Regions from separate parts of the Manis pentadactyla genome. Here region 2 is linked to region 1. Evidence: chromatin contacts called from public Hi-C data. All regions are on one chromosome and are shown on one strand. The core of a region is the stretch at or near the end of the contact, and the rest is flanking DNA. Distances in the headings are between cores, read along the strand shown. Region 1 holds the start of CCDC90B (coiled-coil domain containing 90B). Region 2 holds the start of DDIAS (DNA damage induced apoptosis suppressor).

The links. A called contact is a pair of places that touch in the nucleus more often than the background predicts.
Region 2: a Hi-C map of blood shows a contact between it and region 1, with 4 times the contacts expected there. The contact joins the promoter of DDIAS here to the promoter of CCDC90B in region 1. A contact is called at or near these places in 3 of 3 Hi-C or Micro-C datasets (blood, fibroblasts and skin fibroblasts).

The regions. Positions count from the first base shown.
Region 1 is chr9:32,076,785-32,082,267 of mManPen7.hap1, forward strand. It overlaps CCDC90B (coiled-coil domain containing 90B), which reads left to right and starts at 3,037. Exons shown (of 9, transcript XM_057507181.1): 1 at 3,037-3,455. The coding sequence starts at 3,356. LOC118917520 (a long non-coding RNA gene) reads right to left here and starts at 2,865. Exons shown (of 4, transcript XR_005026833.2): 1 at 2,727-2,865.
Region 2 is chr9:32,348,107-32,353,589 of mManPen7.hap1, forward strand. It overlaps DDIAS (DNA damage induced apoptosis suppressor), which reads right to left and starts at 2,197. Exons shown (of 5, transcript XM_036895503.2): 1 at 2,045-2,197; 2 at 1,607-1,735. The coding sequence starts at 1,719.

The DNA of each region.
Region 1 (5,483 bases), core at 1,787-4,286:
TTTATTAGTTTGGGCCCTAAGACTTTAGAAATCTGAGAGTGTACTGTATGAAACCCAAATTCCTTGGTCTTTTTTATTATTCTTTTTCTCAGTTTTTTCTCCCCCAATTCCACACAATCTTCCAGATTACTTCCACAGCAAACTATGACTATATTTTGAGCATGTATTCATTCATTCAACACATTTACCAAAAACTCATTATGGGCTAGGTATTAGGCCAGTTGTTGGAAAAACAATGATGGATGTGTCTCTACCACCACGGAGGATATAAATAAGTGCAGTGACATGGAATGTTAGGTTGCTATAGGAGTTCATAACAAAGAGGCATTTCAACTGAGATCTGAAGGATAGGAAGGAATGAACCAGGTAAAGAGGAGGAAGAAGTGCTCCAACTTAAGTAAACAGCACCTACAAAGGCCCCAAGGTGGGAAGGACTATGGAGATCACCAAGGTGTCCTTGCTTACTCCAGTCTCCCACCCAGACCTCATCCCTACAATCTCTACCTACCAAAAACCCTTAAAAACAGGGCTCAAATCTTATTTCTTCTTGATAACCCTGACCAGAAAGTATCTCCCTCAACTGAATCCAAAGGATTTCTTTTCTGTAACAATTAGATGACACTAATTTATTACTGCCTTGTATGGAAGCTATCCATATACTTGTTCTATTTTCAAAGTTACAAGTTCTCAGAGAGCAGAAATCTTTGCACATAGTATGAACTCAAACAGTTGTTGAAATGAGCTCTGCTTTTTCACATTCCTCACAACAGTAAGCCTTAGACCTAGCTGGTACTCAGATATTTCTATGAGTAAAACTGAAAAAAAAAAATTTTTAAGTCCAAAGAATGACTGTCAAAACTGTGAGGGGTCTGAGATCTTACCCTAGTCACATGATAACAAGTTAGCCTGCCACAGTTGCATGAATGCTGACAAAAGACAGAAGGACATAATTACTCATGGCAGAGCAAGTAGCATGAGCATCAGCATATTTGCGTTAGTTCCCTTTGCCCCTGAGCCCCTGGGAGGTGATGCAGATAGGCCCAGGTGTGTCCCTAAGTGTGCCATGGATTGCATTATAGAGAAGAACTCTGAACTAGAAAAAAAACACAGATCTTTTATAATAGGCAATAAGCATGAGAACTTTTGCTTCAGAGGGAGACTCTATTTCCCAAGGCTATTCATTACACAAACTTCCTTAAAGAGAGTCCATAACAGGCAGAGAAGGCCTGGCACGAGAGGCAGGCAGAAGCATGAGAGGTCAATTTACTCTCAACACTGAGTGAAGTCAACGGGCATTATTAATAAAAATAGCTATTGTTTATTGGGTGTTTATATGTGACATGTATTGTGCTATGTATTTTATATGCATTATCTCCTTTGTTCCTCTCAACGCATTTATGGGAAAATAAAACAAATTTATGGGAAAATAATTTTATTAATTAAGTAAATAATAGCAACAGTGGACAGTCTGGAAACACAGGGGAGCATTAGGGAGGCCTCAGAGCGTGGCTAAATCTATTAGCTGAATACCATCTGGACTCCCTCCATCTGCTATCCCTGCATCTGCCTGTCTGTACTTCTCCAGCCCACTTGGCAGAATATGATCGTCTCAACTCCCAAATTCACTTGCTGTAGTTGCATCCAGCTTCAGAAGTTGATTTAGAATCCCTGAATCCAATTGCCAGTTCTTCTAAAGAGAGTATGATTGGCCCAGATTTGGTCATGTGACTAATCAACACTGTGTATTTGTATTGGGGAGTTTCATAGTAATATAAATTATAGCCAGTACAAATGACTATATAAAGAGGTACTTTTTTTTTCCTAAAGATCACTTAATTTAAGCTAAGTACAAATTTTGTGGTCCTGCTTACAGGTCTGTATCTTCCAGTAAGTAGGCCATGAGCTCCTCCAGAATGGGGATCAATTATATCATTTAATAGAATTATAATCATACTTGGGATATATATCTATTTTTACATATTATATATATTCTTATATAATATATCCTTAATTTATATATATATACACATATATTTACATAAATAACAAGAATATTCCTGTCACTTGTTTCTTTAATATTTAATAATTGCATAATATTCCAACTTGCAACATTTCTACAAGTTACTGAATCATCTTGAATACTTAGATTATTGCCAATTTTTCACTATTACAAATAACACTGCAAGGATTATAATTTTTTTAAATCTCAGTTTACGGATATGATTACTTTTTCTTAGGATAGATTCTTACAAGTGAAACTGTCCATTCAGTTTTTAGGGTTTCGCACGTATTATTAAATGCTTTCTAAATGTGTTATACTGACTTAACACTCCTGGCAGCCTTGTGAGTGACCCTATCTAACTGCATATTTATGAGCATTGATAATTCTTTTTTCTTTTTCATTTTAATAGGTAAAAATGGTATGTCTCCATGTTTTGCTTTTTTTTTTTTGACTGGTGAGATTAAACTTTTTTTTTTTTTTCCCGCTGGCAGGAATCCGGCGTTGTTCTTTTAATGTGCCTCCGTGCTTAGATGGTACTTGTTACCTAGCTGACCTCACAAAGTTTTGAAAACAGGTAGGAAAATCCCGTGATAACCGTTTACATCCTTGCAAAAATAATTAAGCCACTAAAACTCAAAGATTGTGTACCACTTTACAAAGGATTTACAAAGAATATATTAGCACATTTGAACCACACAAGTACTGTGTGTTCTGAACGTTTTACCTGATGGAGCAAAGTTTGTGAAGTCTGAGAGGGATACTGATGAGGAGCGGGTCCACGCTAGAAACGGAGGAATTCCGTTTCCCTGAAGAGAGAGCCTAAATCAACTAAAGTTTGTCCTCCTGAGCAGAAGAGGGCGAAGCAGCAGGACAGGAAGCTTCAAGGATGACGGGCTCGCTGGACTACAGTTCCCAGAAGGTATGTGCGCGATCTCCCGGAACGCTCAGCGGCGGGGACGTAAGCTCCCAGGTTGCTGTGCGGTCGGGGATAGGGTCTGTGTTTCACGGACCCGAGCTTTAGTGGCAGCTGGCTGTGCCTCATTGCTACGAAATGGGCGCCGAGAGCTTCTCAGACAAGATCCCGCTTTGTTAGGGTGGTAACAGCGTGCACGGGTTTGGAAAGGGCGCTGGGAGAGGCGCATCAGCTCTGAGCCATGCTAGTGAGCTGCTAGCGCGTCGGTGAAGAGGCCAGGCTTTGCGTGACCGCGAGTCGAGTCTGCGCTGGATGAGTGCGCGTAACGGGCGGGAAACTACATTTCCCAGCATCCTCGGGGTGCTGGGACTGCGGGGCTCGAAAGCCTGAGCGTAGTTCTTTCAGACTTCGGCCTCCTCCCGCCCCCAGAAACCGGAGCCATGTGGAGTAGGTGGGGCTGGCGGCTCCTGTGTTCTGGAGGCGGCGGGGGCCACCGCGTGTCAAGTCCCTGCGGCTGTTTCTCGCCCACCCTGCGGAGAGGTGAGAAAAGGCTCCGTGTCACCGATGCCTGAGTGCCCCTTAAAGAGGCGATGCCGGTGGCTCCTGCCTGCTCGGGCGAGCGGGACGCGAGGGCGCCTGCCCAGCCCAACCCTGTGCTGGCGACCCCGCTGCCGGGTCTCGCCCCGTCGGAGCTGGGCGGGAAGGGGGAGGACTGAGAAAAGGACCGCCCTCCTCTTTGGAGAGCGAGCCTCTGAAGGCCCGGGGTTCCCTCCTGGCGCCGTCACTAGGAGCCCCGCCAGGCTGCCATCTGAGCCTTTTCTTCTTTCTACCGGATGAGGTTTATAATCCCCGCCCTCTCGTAGGTGTGAGAGGAGCAACCTTATGTCCTCCGAGTTCGGGGAGGCCTGACTTCTTTCGTGGCCTGTTCAAACTTAGTGTCATTTAGTGCTGCCCTCGAGTCCAGGTATTTGGTGGCCTACAGCATACGTTTCATGTCAGGTCCGCTTTATTATCGCTGTGATTTTCAGTACTCTACAATCACATAGAAGCTGTTAAAAAAACAAAACATGCTGGAACCTACAAATGTTGAACTGGCTGGCACCCCCGTTAGCAGTATCTGACTTTATTCTGAGAGACATTTCCAGAATCTTTTTTTCCCAAAGTTTTAAGCTCTTCAAGACTGCCCACAGAGTAGGCACTTCATACTGACCTCTGGCATCTTCATCCTCTTAAATCTTTAGTGCCATGTGAACCGTGCCAAAGGAGGTCATTTTTTGATGCCTGGGATATCACCCCAATCTTTATCCTGTCTTTGTAAACTTTTAGAGATATGTTTGTTTACATATTCAGATGAAAACGCTGTTATTTTTAGAGAGTAAACTGAAGTATCTATCATATTTAAAATACATTACCAAAAGGAAATGATAATATCCTAACTTGTTGAATTACCCTACTTGAATCTGAGTGTTCTTGGAGAAATCTTAAGTAGCCCCTTACAGCTAATATGTACAAGTAGTTTAAACTTGCCTAATAATGCCAGTAATTAAGGAATTCACAAAACCTTAATCTCTGACCCATGGATGGATCTCAATTTTATTATCTAGTCCAATTCCCTATTTAAAGTTGAATAGAAGAAGGCACAAGAAAGTGATGTCATTTGTCTTGTTTTACTAGCAAGAGTGGTGGATTCCTAGTTCATTTCTACTTCCCAGACTTAGCGGAACATCAGAAACTGCAGGGTACGGATCTTAGGCCCTACCTCGGAACTACTGAATCACTTTCCAGGGATGGAGCCCAGAGATTTCTGTGTTAGTTTAATTTATTAATCCTGGTAATTCTTACGTATTTAGTAAAGCACATGTCAACAGACCAGCATGTAGAAATACATATTAATAACCAGCATGTCACTGAACTGTTGCAGCTCTAATGTTAGTAAATTAATATAAAACTTGCAGTTCAGATGTAATGAGACACAATTTTACATGTTTTATCAAAAGTAAAATCTGGCCTTTTCCAGCAAAGGCAGCTTGTGCAGTGTAGGCCAGAGTTCCAATCCAAGATACACAACTTAGTATCTCTATGCTGCTGGTAAAGGCTTTGGACTGAGTTTGTTTCCCACTTTAAAAAAACCATAAGATACATATCAAAGGAAGTAACAATGAAAGGAAGGACTTGGGGTTTTGTGTAAATTCTGGGAACTTTTAAGGTATTAAGGACCTGTTACTCCACCCTACACTGGAAACACTGATTCTAGTTGCTTCATCTCCTCTATCCATTAATATGCCTGCAAAGACATATTCTTAAGAGTGCTTATGAGTTTAAGTATTCATGACACGGTCGGGACAGTGATCATGACACCCTACAATGGCTATCGAATGGCTTTTCCAGTTCCTATTTCCTCCAAAGAAGAGTGCCCTCCAAATTCTACTTTTAGAGAGGGTGTCAACACATACTTCTTAGGATTGTGAGGCCTTAGCAAAAGATTACATGACTATTTGAGCCCATATAAGGAATAAGTGTTCCACAGGTCCTGTGTATTCTCTGCCCTCCTCATCCCCATAGTAAATA
Region 2 (5,483 bases), core at 947-3,446, 270 kb after region 1:
AGGACTATGTATTAAAAGACATAAGTCTTACAAAGCTCCTAGCATAGTACCCAGTGCATGGTAAATATTCATTAATGTTACCTATTGTTATTACCAGTCTAAAGAGATACTTGGCAGTACTGTTCAACCTAATTTTGTGGCAGATTGTCTTTAAAAGAAAAGACTTGGGAAAAAACCTAGTTTTAAAAATATTTCACATCTATATATTACTGATTATGTATCACACAGTGTTCTAAGCATTTCATATATATTAACTCATTAGATCCTTACAACAACCCTAGAGGCAGATAGTACTCTCTGCATTTTGAGGCCCAGATAATTTAAGTGACTTACCCAAGGCCACACAGCTTTAAGTGGCAATGTTGGGAACCTGGCTTCCAAAAAGGGAGGCAGTTTGTCTCTAGACAATTATGCTTTTTAATCACCATGTTATACTGCGATAGGTAAAGTATACTTAGATTTGTATTTTATATAAATAGATTTGTATTTCCATTTTAGAAATCCTAATATATGTCATGTATGGTCATTATCTGTAACTTTGTGGGTATTATTATCCCACTTTAAAGTGAGTAGATTCACAGAAGTATCTTGCCATAGATCATACAACTATCAAGTGTCAGAGCCTATCTGCAACCCGGCTAGGATCTCTGAAGCTTGAAATAGCTCCATTATATCACACAATTCTTCTAAGAATGGATCCTGATCAAAGGTAAATAGCCCGAGTTTTAGTTTTTTCATATAGAAAGGAACCTGAAAATGGGTGATCAAAGTTCAGACTCGAGACACTATCATACTGTCATTTACTCATTCATTTAACAAACATCTGTTGCGTTTTCTGTGAACTGGATCCTAGGCTGTACATTTAATGATGAATAGCAAAAACAGAGTCTCTCAGAGTTCACAAATGAGTTACTTGGGAGAATGGCTTAATAAGGAACAATGATAACTACTGGAAGGATGACTTAGGGTCTAGATGTGGGCTCAGGTGCCAATTCCTCTCCATTCAATGCTAACTAGACAAAAAAGACTAGTTAAGAATATTGCTGGCATAATTACTCTTCCTCATACACCATGAGGTAGTTACATATATCCTTATCCTCCCTCTCCTCTGGCAGAGAGAAAGTATTCTTAAAGAACACCAACCCTAATCCCTCTTTTGTACTCTATCAAGATCAGAGAAGAATCGTAGGCTTTCAGCTATACCTGGCCTGCATCTCAGTATCATAACATAGTAGTATGTGCAAACACTATCCAAGCCTCTGGAGGCTACAGAGAGTACTATGAAGTCCTTGTTCTCAAGAAGTTTTATTTATTTAAAAAATAAGCTAGGGATCAGGCAAAAATAAGCAAACAATCAACAAAAAACCCCTATACTATACCAGGGCTAGCCCAGAAATGGATTGTGGTTTTCTAACAGGATAGGGACTTACTTCCCTCTAGCAACAGAGGACTACTAGCCAATTCTACTCCAGGACTTACAGAATAACCAACCCGAAAGAGCCTTATGTCCTGGTGTGGCGAACTTAATCCTTACTCGTCCTCTAGCCATGGGGAATCTACAGCAGACACTTGAATTTCCTCTCATGCTTACAGGCTTTACTTTTACCTTTTGGAGATGAGAATTACCCGAGAGAAGCACTTTTGACATGAAGGATATATAAAACTTGAATTCTGGAGAGCAAGAACTGAGGCAAGAAGAAATTTTCTTCTTCCATTCATGTGTTCTCACTGTGGCCTGCAAAACAAAAAGCCATGGGGATGACTGGCCAGTCTTTAATTGTAGGTACATAATTCATTTCTTAGGAAAACCATTTAACCTCCATTACAAAGTCAACAGATGTTTTTTGCAGTGTTAATGTACTGGAAAACTAGTTCTCTTTTTCTGCTCAATTAAATGTTTTAATAGGAAAATAAGATTTAAAACACAGTAGCTCAAATAAATATTCTGTTTTTGAATAATGCTCCATCTTCAAGAAAGACATTTAGCTTGTTTCACATCTTTATCAATAGAATTTGTTTCTACCATCAATAGGAATGAACTTACATGAATCTTTTAAAGAACTTAAATTGGTGGGTAATGGCTCTTTTTAGCTGAGAAAATCACTTCATTGGATTTCAGTGTGCACATTTTTATACAGCTTGAAGAGAAAAAAAAAACTCAGGTTCTGCAAACAGAAAAATCAAAATGTTACAAGGTCAGAGTTCAAAGTGCTTCAGATCCTTATGTGAAAAACATCAGAGAAGTAAAGCAATAATACCAATGTATTGCTTTCATACTTTCTTTTTAAAAGTTCAATTGTTGGTTTATCAAAATTTTAAAAATAGATCTTATTTATAGCATAATATAAATATTCTGAAATGAAAGTCTGTGTACATGTTCAACAATCTTTTAGGTATGGCTTTTCCTAAGGATGGTCAAAATTTAGAAGTGTGGTAACTACAGAAGGGAGATCTTATTAATCAAAACAGTATTTCTGTGAAAATAAAATCTTGCTACCTAGAGTAGTAAGATAGAAACTTGTAAAAATGAAAGATAAATGGAATTACTGATTTCTATGTTACTAAAGGGAAGATAGAGAAAGTAAAAAAATTAATCCTGCCTAATTCTCTGTTGTTATCCTTGTTATGGGACCCTTAGGTATACATGATTAGTAAGGTTCTACCAAAAGCACATATGTATTCCTAGATTTGGTTATCATCTTAGGCTACATGGCAATCTCTAAGGACAAGGAAGATTAGGTGGTATAGGATACAAAGGGAAGGCAGAAAGAAAGATCACTGAACACATTATTAGTGCTACTAACCTCAGGTTCCCTAATAACCCAAAAAGTGATGAATGTGTGCCAGCAAAGGCATCTTCCCTCTACACATCCTCTAAAAAGTCCAATTTGGGGGAGGGTGTAATATGGTGGTACATCTACCTCTGCACTAGGGGACATATATCTGGGCTAAGCTCCCTTCAGAGAAAATGTTACTTGCTTAAAATTCTGCTTATGAAGCCTCAGTTCCCTACAGTAGCCTTTGAGGCCCTAGGTCATCTACCCCACCTTCCTGACCTTCCCTTGTACCACTCTCCCCCTTAGTCACTGTACTTCAAGCCATGCTTCTCAAATACCCTAAATGGTATCTCTTCTTGGGCTTTTGTGCTTACCTTTCTCTTTGTCTAGAATACCTTAGTTCTTCAAATACCTGGCTCATTCTCATCCTTCAGTCTTTAATGTTACCCCCCAAGAAGGCCCCACTTTAATTTCAAGTAGACACCCATTTCCTCATAGTTTCTATATTACCCATCTTATTCCTTCATGGTACTAACCATGTTCACTATATATGAAACCATGAAAATGCATCATATATCACGTAATATATACATTTACTTATTTCTTCTACCCCCACTAATCTGAAAGTTTCATGAAGACAGGAACCTAATCTATCTTGTGCTGTATTATTCAGTGCTCAGGAGAAGTAAGTTTTCAATAAATATTCATTGAACACATGAAAAACCATAAGCAGAATCTTGCAATTTAAGAAAAAAATTTTTAAGAGTAGGTATATGCCACACAATAGGATTTTCATTTTTCATTTAATGCCCCCTTAAAAAGACCTTTCTCTATAGGATGGCTTTTCTTCTTTTTCTAAATCTTATACTACTGTACTTTGTTAGTCCTACTATTTGTTTTGTCTAGTTTATTTTGTATTTGATTTTATTCTCCCTCATGTGTTTCCATGATTCTTTTCCTTGTTCTTTATGTACTAGTAATTTATGCTAAATGGCGCACAAAAAAGTAATCTGAGCTGTGTTCTTTGTTCTCCTCCGTACTCCCAAACACTGCCTGCCATAGTATGTTTCACATTTCTGTGCCTTTGGGGTTTTTTTTCCCACTCTTCCTTCCATCTAAAATGTTCTTTCACTCTCTTGGCTAATGTTTATTTTTTTTTAAGATTCTTTTCAGGGGTCTTCTCCAGGAAGCTTTCTTTTCCAGGTTTTCCCTACTTTTTATCACTTATCATATTACAGTGAATTGATCTGTTCAATGTTTTTTTTCTGGAGCCAGGGTAAGATTGTAAAGGGACCATCTCTTTATATCCCCAGTGCCAAGCTCAAAACTGTCAATCTGAACTTCAGCTATTAATTTTTCCTGATTTCTCACTTTCCTTTTCCTAAGCCAGTTTTGCTATATACTATTAAACATAAAGCAATTCTACCACATAGCAAAATAATCTTATACTTGCATATAAAGTGCAGAGTAGTTTCATATATAGTATCTTAATTAGAACTTATTTTAATCATTATTTACATTTATCCTCATTCTAATTTTTTTCTTCAATTTGGTCATATTACAAGCAGAAACTGTCTTCTTTAGGGCTCTAAAATAGATTTTTATATTGTACCAAAACTATATGGATGTTTATCAAATCATTCTTTACAAAATTATCAAATTTTAGGAAATGGATTAAACATGAAACAGGACTAGGACACTGTGCTAAGTGTGGGGGACACAATGAAAAAGAAGACACTTCCTGCTGTAAAGTGTTTACTGTCTAATTGAGCACACAACTCACCAATAAGCGAACTTAAACTAAAAAAAAAAAACCCCAAAAACTTAAATGAGGAAGAATATTTGGGGATTAATTTCTAAATTGTGCAAGCACTAATTGTCATATTTTTAAAGAAAGGTTGGTTAAATTGTCTTTATTTAGGGGTTTATTGCCCTCTAGTGGAACAAGTAAGTTATGTAGAAAACTATAACAATGGCGAATTTGGGAACTGAAATGAAGGTCATTAAACTAATTTAATTATTTGTGTTTATCTGTAAATCCCAGCAAACGGCAAAAAGACTTTCCATCATTGTTTGGTGGACAAAAATGCAATTAGGTTCTTTCAGGCTGTTACTGTTAGTTATTCCCTATGGTACTTGTTACCTACTTTATTTTCTCTCTCTCTCTCCCTACTGCCTGACTTGCACTATGGTGAATTCGTGTTTGATGAATAGATGAAGGAGGCACCAGGAATGGGTAAATACTGAAGTTAGGAAAACGTGGTGACAGACTTGGGAACAACTTCACATGTAGTATCTCCTGGAATTTATCTTTCTTCTGTATTTTATTGGGAAGGATGGTGATTTCTTTCAGCTCCATCAGTCAGCAAACCATATTCCAATTAGTAAGCTCAATATATTTACTTATTAATCAGTTATTTTCTGTGCAGCTGTTAAATAGCAGGTGTTGGGTATAAGTGATGGACAACATAGATAAGTCCTTACCTGGTCACTAGACTTACAGTCTAGTGCAAGAGATAGGTATTAAACTGATAATCACACAAAAAATTTAACTGAAATAGCAAGTCCTATGAAAGAAATGTCATAATGCCACAAGGATACAGTTCAAGGGGACTGATCTAGTCTTAGCTTGGGATGGAGAGAGGAGGATAGTTAGAAAAATACAAAATCTTTTTTCGAAAAGTATTTTCTTTGAGTTGTCAGATT